Linked DNA regions of Mus musculus: region 1 is linked to region 2. Evidence: chromatin contacts called from public HiChIP or PLAC-seq data. All regions are on one chromosome and are shown on one strand. The core of a region is the stretch at or near the end of the contact, and the rest is flanking DNA. Distances in the headings are between cores, read along the strand shown. Region 1 overlaps Bik (BCL2-interacting killer). Region 2 overlaps Pacsin2 (protein kinase C and casein kinase substrate in neurons 2).

Region 1 (2,700 bases), core at 12-2,511, 99 kb before region 2:
CTGGTCGTGTGGAACAGTCTTGATGACGTCTCTGGCCATAAGTCTCGCCTCCGACATGTGTTCTGTGGGATAAAATAAGGCAGAGCGTGACTAGATCTCCAGAACTATGCACCGGTGGCTACAGACCATAGTAAGTGCTTGGTATGTGGGGCACAGAAAGCCCCCGGGAACTACAAGGCCTTGGTATATGAGTGTTCCTGACCCTCCTCTGTCCCAGAATGAGTCACAAAAACCAGAGATGCTTCCATCCAGGCTGCTCACATAAGCTGGGCTATCTTTCCCAAAGCAGGCCACCAAGCTTCAACAAGATTCTGGTCCTCTTTCCTGGTCCCTTGAAGATCAGGACGTTCAAAGACTCTGAATAGACTCCCCACTAGCCCCACCCCAGTCTGTCCAGAGCCTGCTAATGCTGTTTGCCCAGCCATAGCTCTACACACCACTGCCCCGTAGCAGACCTGAGCATCAAACCAAGTTTCTCCAAGGGCTGGGAGAAAAGCTTGTCCTTACCATGCAAGCATGAGGACTTGACTTAAGATCTCCAGAATGCAAGGCAGGACTCTGGAGGAGCTGTGTGCAGCACTACATGCCTGGAACCCCAGGACTGTGGAGCTGAGAACAGAGTCCATGGGGCTTGCTGACCAGCCAGCCCAATTTCATCAGTGAGTCCCAGTTTCCAGATCCTGTCTCAGAAACCCAAGTCACGTCTGGAGGGACGGGTTAATCAGGTAGAGACAGTGTGTACCACTCTTGCCGAGGAACAGAGTTCCATTCCCAGAATCCACATCGGCAGTTCGCAACCCCTTATAAACTCCAGGTGGAGGGGCTCAGAGCCCTCTTTCACCCTCCAAGGGCACCCACACTCTCACACACACACATATGCATACAACATACAATTATCAAATCTTCGGGGGGAGGGGACCCAAGGTGGATGGCTCCTGGGGGAACAGCAATGTTGACCTTTGCCCTCTACATGTGTGCACACACGTGTATATACACACACATGCATGCATACCCACACATAAAACATGTGTATATACAAAAGTTCTTCATGTCTCCAGGTCTTCATGCCTGAAGGCTCCCATGAGGTAGAAAAAGTGACTGTCACTTTTCTGTCTTTGACCATCTATGACAGAAACATGAACCATGTCCCCTGTAATGAGGGCAGGGGAAATATGTCAGACTCTGCTGCCCCATATCTAAGAATAACCTTCTTGCCTCTGTGGCCATTTCCTCTGAGCTGCTTGGGCCGTCATCCAACTCTCCCCGACTCCTCCTCCCCCCAGCCCTTCCAGAGTCCTCCACGCAGGCTGTGTGCCTCAGCAAATCACCAAGTCCTGGGTCTCTGAAGTGAAGATACTAAGGACCCCAGCTCTGTCCTTGGGGACAGAGGAAAGCCCAGGCACCCCTGCCCACAAAGAGACTGAAGTGAGTTCCCAAGGAGAGCGACTCCTTCGCCCTGACTTTATGAAGAACACAACTAGCGGGTTTCACTGTTTTCATCCCTGAGGGCGGAACCTGAACCTCACGCAAGACAGGGCCGTGTGTGCCACTGGGGGCAGAACTTGAACCTCACGCAGGACAGGGCTGTGTGTGCCACTGGGCCACACCTACAGCCTCATTCCTTCTTTACTTATTCTTTTCTTAGTCTCAGTGTGTGTGTGTGTGTGTGTGTGTGTGTGTGTGTGTGTGTGTGTGATGGAAGGGGACACATGCCACACTGGCCATGGGGAGGTCAGAGGACAACTCTGCAGAGCTTGTCCTCTCCTTCTGCCTTCACATGGGTTCTAGGAACCACACTGAGGTCACCAGGTTTTGTCCCCAGTGAGCCTCTTCCCAGGCCCTTGACACTCCCCCACCCCCACCACCACCTTTGAGACTAGCTTTTTTTATGTAGGCCTGGATGTCCTGGAACTTTCTCTGTAGACCAGCCTAGCCTTGAACATGAGATCTGTCTGCTCCTGCCACCTGGTGCCGGGATTAAAGGGATTCCCCACCTCCTTTAATGTCTGCTATTGCTCTGGAGTAATTATGACAAATGGGCGAAATAAGATGAGAGTCCTCCATGATCCTATGCTGGTCAGTCTTTCCTTTAAACACGCCTGTAGCCACATAGGCATCTTCCAAACCAAGGTTGCCCCACAGTACTTTGCAGCCCCCTCTCCCTCAAGCTCCTGTCAGAGGCTTCATTTTGATCTCTAACCATCTCTCAACTCCTGCTAGGACAACACCTCTACACCAGCACTCATTGAGGTCCATCAAGACCCTGTCACACATTCTCTTGCCCAGTATCCCTTGCAATGCTGGTCATGTGACCAAGTCTGGCCAGTGAGGTCTCCAAGAATTTGGACACAGGGTTGGAAGAAAGGGAACAGAGGCCAAGCTCACAGGAACACAAAGACCAATGCCGGAACCTACAAAGACCATGCTGTCCCAGGTAGAACTTTCTGCCACCAACACGACAGCATAAATACATAAACAAAATAAATCTTTAAAAAAAGATTTACTTATTTATTTTAAGTAAGTATATGAGTACACTGTAGCTGTCTTCAGACACACCAGAAGAGGGCATCAGATCCCATTACAGATGGTTGTGAGCCACCATGTGGTTGCTGGGAATTAAACTCAGGACCCCTGGAAGAGCAGTCAGCACCCTTAACCACTGAGCCATCTCTCCAGCCCTTATCTTGTATTTTCTATCCA
Region 2 (2,700 bases), core at 120-2,619:
TTTAGAAGAGATATCAGGCCTGTAGTCAGCAAGGGAGTGGGCAGTAAGGTGGGTCACTTCAGGTGGTGCAGTCAGTGTGTGGAGTCTGAGATGAGAATGTGTGTGTGCATGCGTGTGTGTGTGTGTGTGTGTGTGTGTGTGATTGTTCTACTTTATCATTCTCTGCTTTACTCTTTCCAGACAAGGTCTCTTACTGACCTTGGAGCTCACTGTTTTTCTACTAGCCTGTCTAGTCATCTAGCCCCAGCCACCTTCCTGTTGCCACCTGTCTTCCCCATCTTCTATACCACTGTCTATGTGTGCATTTATTTGTGGGAATTTACACTAACAAAACTGTCACAGGCTGAGGTTTAGGGACAATGTGGAGATATTTTTGTTCCATATGGTCTGTAGGCTAAGGGGATTCGGCCAATAGGAATTTTCATGCCTCACAGACAATGCCCACAATTAAATACCTATACTACACATATGTTAAGCAAATGCCTTAAGTCAGTGGTTCTCAACCTGTGTGGGTCAAGACTCCTTTTACAGGGGGCACCTAAGACCATCAGAAAACAGATATTTATGACATGTTATGATTCATAACAGTAACAAAATTATAGTTATGAAATAGCAACAAAAATAATTGTGTGGTTAGGGGTCACCGTGATGTGAGGAACTGTATTGAAGTGTCTCAGCATTAGGATCGTTGAGAGGGCCACTGCCTTAAATGAATGCATGGATTCCAGCAGGAAGAATCACAGACTTCATAGTGAAGAAGGCTTTGGCCAGGGCCATTGATACCTATGTGTAGTTGACTGTCTTATGTCTAACCTAATATCACTTACATGCTGCTGTCCTTGGCCATTGGACAATGGCAAGAGCATTTCAGATGCTTTGGAATTTTTTTGTATTTCAGTTATTTGTAGAGGCCAGTGGTCTATGTGTAGGGGGACTGGTCAAGAGGGTTGAAATCTACTTTGCCAGAATACTGTAAACTGTAAGGGTTTTGTGGTCTAAGGATGTCAGAGCATAAAGCCAATCCTTGGAAGACACTGGGTGTGGTGGCCTTATAGATTCAGGAAACTTGAAAAGGAGCTAGGCAGGGACTGTTGTTTCCAAGGGGCAGGAGATTCCCTAAAGCCCAACTGAGATGCCATTGCCAGGGGGAAAGTGGAACTGGTCCTGGGGATGGCGCTGCATTTGGGAATGTCATAAAGCAGAACGGGAGACAGAACCAACGAGGTTCAGGCTGTTCAGGATACTGACCACCTTTGTGTGAGTCTCAGGTGAGTCCACTAGAACTTCAGGCCAGAAACACAGCACATCGTCCTTAGGAATGCCACAGACGTAGCCAGGCTGCATTCCTGAACTTACTGTCAGTTCATACATAGAAACCTCCCTGAGCTCTGCCCCGTGTGGGTGGCTGAATTCAGGGCAGAGGAATGTCATTGCCTGGAGCCAGGAGCACTGCTTTGCTGTCAGCAGGACAAAGTAGATTCTTAGCTCAGCAACAAACTTGATGTGGCCCCTATGTCCTTTTTTTGTTGCATGTCAACAAAGGCTGTTTGCAGTGTTTTTCATTGGATTTCTTAGTTACAAGTTGCTACCTTTGTTACTATATGTTCATGCCAGATAAAACAAAAGATAAACATGGAGGTGGTAATGATAATAATAAGCCTCAGACTCAATTCAGGTCAAGCCAAGCTGACTGCTTGGTGTGGCAGAGCCGTGGGTGTCTTTCTCTAGGTTCTCACAGCTTACCCGCCTTAAAGAGGAAGCTTCAGTGGGCATCACTCTGAAACTCAGTGGCTCCACTTCCCTTGAGTTTACATGTTTATCTCAGTTTAAGATCTCAAGAACAGAGATCTACTACATGTGTTCATGCAAACAACCGTAGTTAAATTCAGTGAGGAATGGAATGAATGAATTGGATGAATGAGTGAAGAGACTTGAAAGTAGGTTGTCTTCTGATCTCCACAGAAGGGAGTGGATGTTCTCAAAATGAGAGAGGGAAGGAAGGCCTAAGACTTAGAGGGCTGCGGGATGACCAGACTGTCAGATTGGCCTGAAAGCCATGGGGTGGGAGTGGGGAGCTGGGCTGGGGGTCCCAACGCCCCTCTGCTTTTGAGTCTGCATTTGCTAAACAGAGTTTTTCCTTGTGTCTGTCTTGTGACATTTCTGTCACCTGTCTCTAGTTTAGAAATGTCTTGTTTAATACAACTTAAAACTCATCTAAAAGAAGAGAGATGGGCATGTAAGTTGGATTTATTTAGTTTATCGTTCAGATGTATGTGGCCCTGTGGATAGACCCAGAGGCTTGTGTGAGCTAGGCAAGCACACTTACTACTGAGCTGTATCTGTAGCTCTGGTTAGCTAAATTTGGAGGTGAATCCGTGAGGCCAGCCACCCAGCTTGAGAAGGAAACCATTGTGTAGACTTAGGGAAGCTGCTGCATCCTGCTAGGGATAAGTGTGCTCTAGAGCCTTCATCATTCTCTTCATTTCCTTCAAAGAATACTATCTATTTAAGCATATATCTGTATTTAATGTTTCTATATGCTTTATAAAGCAGGACTCATAACTATCTTTTGCATGAATTTGTATTAATGCTCTATGTAGAAATAGAGCTAATAGTGCATGCGTGCGTGCGTGCATGCACTGTGCCCCGTGCGCTGTGGCCTCTGAGACTGACGAGAATGAAGAGTGCTGTTGTAGGCAT

Evidence for each region. HiChIP or PLAC-seq counts read pairs in DNA pulled down with a chosen protein or histone mark.
Region 1: an H3K27ac HiChIP or PLAC-seq map of microglia shows a contact between it and region 2, with 3 times the contacts expected there. The contact joins two enhancer-like sites. A contact is called at or near these places in 5 of 115 datasets of contacts at active chromatin or transcription factors (double positive thymocytes, embryonic stem cells, microglia and 1 more) and 3 of 9 other capture datasets (adipose tissue, liver and pancreatic islet).

Annotation. Positions count from the first base shown.
Region 1 is chr15:83,538,657-83,541,356 of GRCm38.p6, reverse strand. Bik (BCL2-interacting killer) reads right to left here. Exons shown (of 5, transcript NM_007546.2): 2 at 1-62. The coding sequence starts at 57. It also overlaps the pseudogene Gm46495. Among named protein-coding and RNA genes, the nearest start is that of Bik, 13 kb to the right of the region's middle. Within about 2 kb of position 1,261, at least 27 of the 459 cell types and tissues checked have an H3K27ac peak or open chromatin away from gene starts, as enhancers often do. A contact at or near this core is called in microglia, where this site is marked.
Region 2 is chr15:83,439,615-83,442,314 of GRCm38.p6, reverse strand. All of the region lies in intron 1 of Pacsin2 (protein kinase C and casein kinase substrate in neurons 2), which reads left to right. Among named protein-coding and RNA genes, the nearest start is that of Pacsin2, 24 kb to the left of the region's middle. Within about 2 kb of position 1,369, at least 62 of the 459 cell types and tissues checked have an H3K27ac peak or open chromatin away from gene starts, as enhancers often do. A contact at or near this core is called in microglia, where this site is marked.